Regions from separate parts of the Mus musculus genome. Here regions 2 and 3 are each linked to region 1. The links are chromatin contacts, called in public ChIA-PET and HiChIP or PLAC-seq maps. All regions are on one chromosome and are shown on one strand. Each heading gives the region's core, a stretch centred on a gene start, on an enhancer-like site or on the middle of the called end of the contact. The rest is flanking DNA. Distances are from core to core; before and after follow the strand shown.

What was found. HiChIP or PLAC-seq counts read pairs in DNA pulled down with a chosen protein or histone mark. ChIA-PET counts read pairs in DNA pulled down with a chosen protein or histone mark.
Region 2: a contact with region 1 is called in a RAD21 HiChIP or PLAC-seq map of pro-B cells, with 2.4 times the contacts expected there. The contact joins two enhancer-like sites. A contact is called at or near these places in 6 of 39 promoter capture datasets (embryonic stem cells, hippocampal neurons, liver and 1 more), 2 of 15 datasets of contacts at CTCF or cohesin (CD8 T cells and pro-B cells) and 1 of 484 Hi-C or Micro-C datasets (the Ba/F3 cell line).
Region 3: a contact with region 1 is called in an RNA polymerase II ChIA-PET map of memory CD8 T cells, with 33 read pairs. The contact joins the promoter of Cdca7l here to the enhancer-like site in region 1. A contact is called at or near these places in 2 of 39 promoter capture datasets (the C10 cell line and trophoblast stem cells), 4 of 484 Hi-C or Micro-C datasets (CD8 T cells, embryonic stem cells and nephron progenitors) and 2 of 115 datasets of contacts at active chromatin or transcription factors (large pre-B cells and memory CD8 T cells).

Annotation. Positions count from the first base shown.
Region 1 is chr12:117,993,675-117,996,899 of GRCm38.p6, forward strand. It overlaps Dnah11 (dynein, axonemal, heavy chain 11), which reads right to left. Exons shown (of 82, transcript NM_010060.3): 55 at 1,455-1,616. Among named protein-coding and RNA genes, the nearest start is that of Cdca7l, 150 kb to the left of the region's middle. Within about 2 kb of position 1,462, at least 42 of the 459 cell types and tissues checked have an H3K27ac peak or open chromatin away from gene starts, as enhancers often do. A contact at or near this core is called in CD8 T cells, memory CD8 T cells and pro-B cells, where this site is marked.
Region 2 is chr12:118,220,035-118,223,259 of GRCm38.p6, forward strand. No RefSeq gene overlaps it. Among named protein-coding and RNA genes, the nearest start is that of Dnah11, 23 kb to the left of the region's middle. Within about 2 kb of position 1,452, at least 24 of the 459 cell types and tissues checked have an H3K27ac peak or open chromatin away from gene starts, as enhancers often do. A contact at or near this core is called in pro-B cells, where this site is marked.
Region 3 is chr12:117,842,333-117,845,557 of GRCm38.p6, forward strand. Cdca7l (cell division cycle associated 7 like) reads left to right here and starts at 1,529. Exons shown (of 10, transcript NM_146040.1): 1 at 1,529-1,625. The coding sequence starts at 1,602.

The DNA of each region.
Region 1 (3,225 bases), core at 212-2,711:
CAGGTGTCAATAGTCCTGGCCAGGCTGAGATGCTGCTCCGCTGGAGAAAGCAGACACAGACACAGGACAGCAAAGACTGGCAGGCTGTGAGGCTGTGCGTGTGCTTCTCTGGAGCTGCTAGCTTGGATCTCCTACCAACCGAGGAGAATCAAAACTCCATTCAGAAACCAGCCCACTTCTTTTGTTCCAAGTTTGATAAAAATGAACCAAGGAAACTAGAAATCTGCTAGTAGTATGTGGCATTGATTCCTGTAGAATCAGAACTTCCAACCTCTCTTCTCAGCTGTTGGAAGATAAGATGATGCCCCAGTATTTCAACAACATTAAAGAACCTGAAGATTGTCCTAGGGGCTGGGAGTAACACTTAACACTACTTTTATCATAACTAATGGCTCTCTAGATGTGCAGATCTAATTCCTACCCCCCCCCCAACTTCAGAAGACTTGACTTTTCTTTTCTTTTCTTTTCTTTTCTTTTCTCTTTTCTCTTTTCTCTTTTCTCTTTTCTTTTCTTTTCTTTTCGTTTCTTTTCTTTTCTTTTTTCTTGTTTCCTTGTGCGTGTACTTGTCACATGATTGTGGAAGAGAGAAGGAGAGAGGAGGCAGGCATGTGCTCCCACCCCAGATGTGTTTGCCATGTTAAATGTTGCTTCCCCCTGCAGTCCAGTGATCAACAGATTCATAGACATGTTTAGGGGAGAAAGAAAACCTGTATGCAGCAGTGAATGCTTTTCACCACTCCCAAGCTACACACACCCATAGGGTTACGCCCTTTTTAAGGAGACGCAAAGGAAAAATAACATGCCACGCAATAAAGACAGCGGCATAGTAACCGTCAATCTCATAAACATACCCAGACTCTAACCATCTGGCCACCCGAGGACACGCTATTTAACAAAGTGCCATAATGTTTCTTTGGATGTGGGTGATCATGGCTCCTGGAGTAAGGGAGAGGGTGAGAACTTACGACATTACTTAAGTGTCCCCAATCAATTTTGGCTTAGAGAGAGCCACTTCCACTAATTCTGGGTCTATTCTAGGCACTCCCACCTTATTGCTCAATGGGAGGTGAGGGCAAAGCTCTCTGGGAGTCACATTCTAACACAATCTCTCTAATCAGAAAGGATCCTGGCCTCAACTCCACTGGGAAATCGGAAGGCTTGATTCAGTTGCTTTCTTTATTCTTCAAACCTACTTTTTTCACACAGACATTTAAAAACGTATTTGGAGATACCAAACTCATCAAGAAGTGACAAAGATAACTTATAACCCCATAAGGCCAGAATCCCACCCCCAACAATGCACAAAACCCAGATACAATGAAAAGCAACATAAAAGAAGAGATACATATTTGATACAGAGATTGCGAAACTGAAAGTGGCTGACCGAGCTTCCTGCCAATAGTGTACTGAGACTTGTGCACGCTGGGTACCTACCTCAGGCTGACGCAACGTACCTCAATCCCCTCAATTTCTTCGATGAACCTCCTGCTGACTGAGACCAGAGCCTCCTGTGGCCATTCATGAAACCAGTCAATAGCTGTGCAGTTAACTATGGCTGGGAACTTCCGGGCTCTAACTCGCAGTGTGTGGCCAACCGGTGAGAAACAAAAAACCATCTGTAGGGGTGAGGGGGGACAGGTCAGAAACAACAGAGGGATGAGTGTGCCAAGCAGTACACTGAAGTCTCAGACAATGAGGAAGGGGGCAAGGCCAGACACACTAATCAGCTACCCCAGCCCAGGCAGCAAGGTGCAAGGTAGCATTGACTTTCAGAGTGGCGGTGCCACAGGGCAGGCAGAAGTACAGTTGTGCTTTCCTCAAAATGTGGCCCCTCTTCTCTCAAGCATAGCTCATGATTCCCTTTGGGAGTGGGACATTTTACTTGTTCCCTAACACAAGCCACATAAAAATAAGTCACCATGATCGTCAACATTTCTACCTGCAAATTCCTTCTGTTACATGATTCAGTAGGTTTCACAAAGCTGAAATACCTTTTCAACGCAAAGTATAAAACAATAAAATAAAGCCAGATTTATCATCACAAATGACATCAATTTCTGTTTGCATTTAAAATAAAAAGTATCTTCTTTAGTTCTCACCTGAGATTTTTCAGAGAAAAATTTAAAACTTGGGTAGCATGTTTCTGCTAAGAAAAGTTTTTTTCTTACTAGCTAATGATTTAAAAGTTAATTAATATCTGAATAAGCCATTGTTCTGTGTTTGGGATCTGCCAGGGATCAGTTCCAGGATCCCTAACATACCCACAGGTTTTCCAAACACTTATATGAAAAGTATATTGCTTTCACAGGTCAAACCTATTATCCTTCAACCACCTATTAGTCCTTCCTGTTAGGATTACTTATTGCCCCTAAGACAAGGTAAACAGTGTAGGGAGTTGTTATTCTGTGCTATTTAGGGAATCAAGACAATAAAAAGAAGTATGTACACACTCGGTACGGTTATATGCACACTCCGTACAGTTGTGTTCCTCTTCAAATATTTTCACTGCACAGCTGGTGGGATTCATGGATGGGGACATGACAGTCAGAGGATCCAGTCGTGTATTTGTATACTCTCTCTAGACACAGGGATTCATCGGTAGAGCCTGAGGTTGGTTGCAATATCATGTCACAGACAGTGGATGGGAGGAACTCTTCATTGTCAGCACAGTAGGTGTGACCATTCAAGGGTCCTGAGCTTTAGAGGACCACCATTAGAAGTGTAAGCTCAGGGAAAGCATGAAGACACAGGAGACTGCAAGGATTCATTATGCACCCCCATCCCTGCCACCACTGCTATATACTTGAAAACTAGGTTATCTGTCAGCTGGGAAAGGCCCGAGTGGACAGTATCTCTTTTCTCTTCTTAGGACAGGTTGATGGTAGAAAATGAGACCCTCCTGGTTCCAAGGCTGAGCTCAAGACCATGGTCAGCCAATGGATGCTGTCACTGACTCAGAAGATATTTTTTTTTTGCTACTTATGATATTTTAAAATCCTTGTGAGAAAAAAAATCTTAGCATATATCAACCTGTACAATACCTCATTTAACAGGTTTATTTGCTATAGTTAACATTTCAAGACAGAACGCTAATATCTATTTTTTTCTACTATGATTACATTGTTAAATTGTATCAGTGTGTAAAATGGATGGTGCTATCAGCTGTGGGCAGAATGTACATCTCTTGAACTTTTTCATCATTTATGAGTTAAACTTTTATCTGTC
Region 2 (3,225 bases), core at 202-2,701, 230 kb after region 1:
GACACGGACCTATTGCCTATTCTTTGGCTATGAAATGAGTCCTTTGGTCAGAAGCCATGTTGCTTGGAGTACTATGATAGATACTACAACAGGAATAAAGACTAAGGTGAGTGTGCTCATGTGCAGACAATGAGAGACTGTGGAGCAATCAGCCCTAAATGTGATGTCCTTATCCACCCTAACCTCAAGGCTCAAAGATCTATGGGAAGAGGAAGTGAAAAGAGTGTGCAAGAGCCAGGGGTGATGGATATCTCCAAGGAAACTGTGTAATCCAGACACAACAAAATTGACACACATATGAACTCACAGAGACTGTGTTAGCACACAAAATCTGCCCTGGTTTAAACCAGACAAACCAGCACTAAGAAGGGGATGTGAACACAGGGTTCACCCCTAACCAAGAAGCTATTTGCAACTGATACCTGCTGGGAAAAGAGGAAAATCAGTTGTCTCCAGTTAAGTGTCACTGGGTGTATTAGCCACACTCCAGGGCAGGCCCAACTCCATGTCATTTCTGTGGGATTATTGTTGCATTTTGATTTGCTTGTGTGTGTGTGTTGTTTATTTTTTGTTTTTGTCTTATTGGTTTGTTTGTTTGTTTGTTTTGATCATCAGGGTTTTTTGGGGGGAGCATTCAGCAAGCACGAGCGTGAGTTGGGTAGGTAGAAAGATGAGGAAGATCTGAAAGGAGATGGAGGAGGGGAAATGATCAAAAACATTGCATGAAAGAAACTAAAATAAATACAAATAAAAAAAAATAATGGAGTGAACCTCAAGATCAGTGTTAAAGAAAATTTAGCAAAACTAAGGCATTTGAAGGAAATGTTATTGAAAACACTGGCAATTCTTACAAAATAAGTGCCAAGGGCCCAGCAACAGAATTTCACATCATCCTCACAGTGACTCCAGAGATGGTTCCTGTATCATGTGGCAACTGAGGAAGCTGATGCTTTGAGAAATCTAATACTTTCCTAAAGTAAGGTAATTACAAGATAACATCTTCAGAAAAGTAAAATCGCTAGTGAACACTCTGGGAAAGAGGTCAGATTTAAGCCTTCAGAACTAAAATTAGAAGTACCCACACATTGTGAATTCCAGTCTCAAATAAAATGAGGTAAATGAAATACAGCACCTGCTGTATGCTAATACATTAATTGTTCTCTGGTGGCAACTGATCTAACTTCTTTTCAAGGCTGATAGGGTATCTTAGAAGAGTAGAACCTGCCTAGGGCTCTGGACAGGACCAGAAGACTCGGAGAAGAGCAAAGGGCAAGAAAGCAGAAGCAGAAAATAATCTAATATTGTGTCTACTTCCTGTCAGACAGGAAACTTTGCTTTCTGCTGCTGCTAACAGAAAACCCAACAGATGGTGGCCCATGGTAAAGATGTCTATATCCCACGAGAGCTCTGAATGTTAAGGATTTATTGGCAGCATGAGTCGAAGGCTGAGAGATGAGAATGTGTTATTTTCAGTGGTCCCCAGTGACTTAGCAGTCACAGGGTCACAGTTGCTAAGTGGCAACTGTGCCTTTGTCATTTCACACAGGTGACAATGCCCTGTCAGAAAACAGAAGGCCTTCTAGTCCTGTTGCTGCAGCTACCACAGAACACTACAAACTGGCTAGTTTGTAAAGAATAAAAATTGGTTTGTCTCAAGGTTCTAGGGATTGAAGTCAAGAGTATGATGCCAGCAAGGTAGGCATGCCCATAAGAGCACTGGATGCATTTGAGCAGGAACCTATTCCCTTATTTATTCAAGGGAATAAATCTGTGAGGTCACACCCTTGTGACCAAAGTACCTCTCAAGGGACGCGCCTCTTTTTTTTTTTTTTTTTTTTAAATATGTTTTTTTGTTGTTGTTGTTGTTTTTTGTTTTTTTCGAGACAGGGTTTCTCTGTGTAGCCCTGGCTGTCCTGGCACTCACTTTGTAGACCAGGCTGGCCTCGAACTCAGAAATCCACCTGCCTCTGCCTCCCAAGTGCTGGGATTAAAGGCCTGCGCCACCACGCCCGGCTGGACGCGCCTCTTAATACTGTGTCAATAAGAAATTTTAACTCGCTTGAAGAGAATATTCAAACATTAGTAAGAAAACCCTTCATTTTCAGCAGTGAAAAAGAAAAGATAAAACTTCATGATTACATTCAAAAGGCTTCTTCTTATGTCATAGGGACTAGAATGAATTCTTGCACTGTTGCCATGGCTTTTAAAGCAAAGCTGGGCTCTGGATGCTCCACAGGCTGTGCTCAGACAACAATCTCCATATGACAATTAAAAGACATGTTGTGAAGAAAAGCTCAGGGAGGGTGTTTCTTCAGAAGGTAATAAAGGAAAGTAAATAAATAGAGTCCAGTTATTCTCAACTACATCTTCAAGATACTGTCATTAGGTTTATATTTAATAGAGGGCAAGAATTATGCACAATTAAGATGGTTCTAGCTGTACTTCATTAAGCCATCATTGTCACTGCTTCAGTTCTTCAAGGTGTCAGACAAACTGCACTTGGTGATCTGTGCAACTTGCCTGTCCACAAGATTTGCTATTCCTGGAATATGGTGTGAGTTAAGCAAAAAGGTGAAGGACAATGTTGTGTTTTGGTACCCTCAGCCAACATGCAGATGCCTGGAGAGGTGCCAGGCTTTCTCTGTGCTTCTAATTCCCTTGTGGGCCAAGTCTGGAGCCAACTATATGCCTGTCTCATCTCAGTGACCAAATTCAAATACTGCGTTTCCTCAGAGAAATGTGGCTTCCTTGGTGTGGTGTTTGAATATGTTTGGCCCATGGGAAGTGCTACTATTAGTAAATGTGGCCTTGTTGGAAGAAGTATGTCACTGTGTAGGCAAGTTTTGAGGACTCCAAATGTTCAAACTACACCCAGTGCAGAAAAGATGGTCTCTTCTGACTGTAGCAGATTAAGATGCAAAATTCTTAGCTCTTTCTCTAGCACCATGTCTGCCTGCATATTGTCATGCTTCCTGCCATGATGATAGTAGACCGAACCTCTGAAACTGTAGGCCATCACCAATTAAATGTTCTTTGTAAGAATTGCCTTGACCATGGTATCTCTTCACAGCAATAAAACTGTAAGACACCTGGGCTATTTAATTGAGACCCATCTCCAGCCTCCTCTGAAGTATGTGGTCACTAGAAGGTCCCTGAGCAGATTCTTGGCTCTTTCAATAAGGAAGAGGGAAGAGCTTCCATTGGTTGTCAACCAAGAAAAGTTTT
Region 3 (3,225 bases), core at 279-2,778, 150 kb before region 1:
ATGTTGGGTGTACTCTAGAAGCCTGAAAATGTTTTCTGGTTTGGTGGAACGCTGCTGTCGAGGGGTATCTGGATGAATGTTGAGAGAATTCTAGGAAATACTACATATGAAGTAGTCACAGCAATAATACACATTATCCGGGAGAAGTAAAGCATTTTTCTTTTCTTCTGTTTTGAGGTAGGGTCTCAAATTCAGAATCCTCCTGCCCCTGCCTCCACAGAACTGGGATTATAGGCAACTAAGCCAGGCCATGTGCATTTCTAAAGTTAGACACTGTTTTCTTAACTTCATTCCCCAACACTGGTAACATGTTGCTCAACTAACGAAGAAAGCAAGACACCTCTTTCCTTGACGTTTCCTCCTGAAGCCTGAGAGAACATTCTGGCAACTTCAACTATTCATTCAGCAACAACAGAAGGATGAGTACTGGATCCAAGGAGCTGAGACTGGCTGCATAAACTTCTACTCAGGCAAGCTGTTACTGTATCACCTCATGACCCCATCCTGTGCTAAACCTTTCCACTTGTCATTTTTCAGCTCCTCAGGCTTGCTTTGGGCCTCCCACTGTCTCCACTCATTAAATGCCTCAGGCTACTGACTCAAGCTCTAAGTCTTTGATGCCTCCAGCCCACTCCATGCCATTAGATTACCATTCCCCAGTCCCTCATGGCATCTAACTTGTTCCAAGTTTACATGTCCATGCACTTTCATTATTAGATTTATCATTTTTAATCAGTGGTAGGAATTAGGTTACTAATCATTTCAATTATCCATCAAATTAGTGATGGTGACATAATTATCATCATCATGAGATTTGCGTTATCACTATGGTTATTCATATTATCCTGGGGGTAATGGCTCCCAGTCCATAAAGTTCAACCTAGTAGATAGTTTTTGTTTATTCCTGAGTCAGGAGGCCTATCCCAGCATTTCCGCGGTGAGTAGGTGCTAGTGACTAGCATCTAGGCACTTACTGGGGAGCTCTGGCAAGAACGGAGGTCTTGCTTGTAGTGTGTGGTGTGCAGGGTGCTGCGTCGCCCTCTGCCCAGTGTTAGAAAACTTGGGTGATTGGCTTTTGCAGTGAATTGGGCAGCCACTTTTTCGGAGGCGCACAGACCACGCCCCTTACCAACAACAAAGCAAAGCCAGCTCCGCGGCCTCTACGCAACACTCCTGGAACTCAGGCCACGAGGACACGGAGGTTGGCGCTGCGGAGTTTGAGCGGGCCAGGTACCCGGAGCTCAGAGGCGCGTGCAGCCTCAGCTTGAGTCTCCCGCGCGAACCTGAGCGGACGGCTCCACCGCGGACCTGCGCGGTAGGGGGAAGCCCGCGCAACCAAACACGCCGGCCAATGCCGGTCGCGCGCTCCCTTTGCGCGCTCCCGCGCCGGCCTTAAGGCTTGGACCGCAGGTGGAGAGGCCCGGGTGCGGGCGCGTGGCCCGAGGCTGTGCGAGGTTGCGCGGTGCGCGCGGAGCCGCGCTGTCCCCCCCATCTGAACTCAGTGCGCTGTTCCACGGCAAACTCCGCGCGCTGCGTGCTCGGGGCCGCGCCAGCCCGGGTGGCCGCGTGCAGGGCTCAGGGAAGTGAGCCCAGCAGGGAAGATGGAGCTGGCCACGCGCTCCCAGGTGAGGGTTTCCCCCAGCCCTGGTCCCCGGCCGCTTTCTGCATGCCCCGCCCCGCCCTGTCCTGCCGGGCTGGTCCACGCGGAGGGCCGGGTGCTGGGAACTTAGGTCCTGTAGGAGTGCGCGTGGCTCCCTGCTGTACCACCCCGGGTCTGCAGGTTTGGCCCCTGCAGCCGGGGCTCAGGTGGGGATGCCTATTCTGGAGCTGCAGGCCGGGAGCTACGGGGTGCAGCGCCCCGAGACCTGGGGGAGGGGCGCGCGGGAGGGCAGCGTGCAATTTCTCCCCAACCCCCTTCCTCGCCGGAACTGGCACCAGAGGTCAGGAAGATTAAGAAAAAAGCAATTAAAAAAAAAAAAAAAAAAAAAAAAGAAAGAAAGAAATCTCGAGACTCACACTATACCAGTCTTTTATTGAGTTGCTGTAGGTTTTATTCTAGAACTTTAATAAATTTACTACTTGGCAAATGGTAAGTAACATCTTTAGGCCAAGTTAACAAACAACTTCAAGATTGCAAATCTTAAGCGAAGGGCAAATCCATTATGCATTATGGGTCTAATTTAAGTTTTGAAACTTCACTAACACTTGAGAATAAGTCTTCCAAAGGGTCATTGCGTGCCAGGATTGTGATTTCTGTTAGTTTACAGTCTCAAGGTTTTTCTCTACTTAAAATTATCACTCTGTTAAAAAAACGACAACCACAAGACACCTAAACAGACACACACTTTTTAATATAGTGATAAGCAAATCATTTTTAAAAATGAACTAAGAAAAACTTTGAAAAGAGAAGGAATGGCCAGCCCCCTGCTCGTGGGGTGCGGGATATTTTACATGAATGTAGCCTTTCTTGAACTGCGTTTACCCCTGTAGTCTACCTGTAGACTCTGAGCCTGGTGGAACAGCGCCCAAGCTTTACCAGACCTGGCCTGCCCAGGTCTGGCACTTACCTTTGTGCTGGCAAATTAGAGAACTAGCTAGCTGGCTAGATACCAGTGGCCACTTTGTCCAGTTAGTGACCGCTGAGAATGTCCTGAAAGTGGAGGTTTGTGAGAAAGTATTTTAAAAGGTTTCACCAGTGAAGGGAGAAAAGAAAAACTGTACTGAGCTAGACTCAGGCTTTAGGGTTTTTGTTGTTGTTTTTGTTTTGCTTTTGCACGTGGCTAGCCTGAGCTTCTCCAGGAAGTAACAAAACACCTTTGGAAAGGGAAAGTGAAATTGCTTTGTTTTTTCAGGACAGTCTCATTCATCACAGAGTGGTCTCCACTTTCTGTAGAGCAGATTATAGATCTTGCCTCCACTTCTAGATTCAGGATTCTTTCCCTGCTTGGATGCCTGGTGTATGATGTGCTGGGGGTGAACCCTGGGCCTCCTGCATGTTAGGCAAAATCTGCAAACTGGGCTGCAGCTCCAGCCTGGTGGAAAGAGACAGGAGCTTTCGTAGTTCCTCAGAAAATGTAACTCACTGTATCATTTCCAAAACCTGTCACTTTACTGGAAAGCTCTTTGCAACTAGGATCCCTGTATTCAGGGCATTTGAAAATTCAGGATGTATTAAACTGTGCAGCTAGACCGGAACATTTTATTGTTACACTGTGAAGCTTTAAT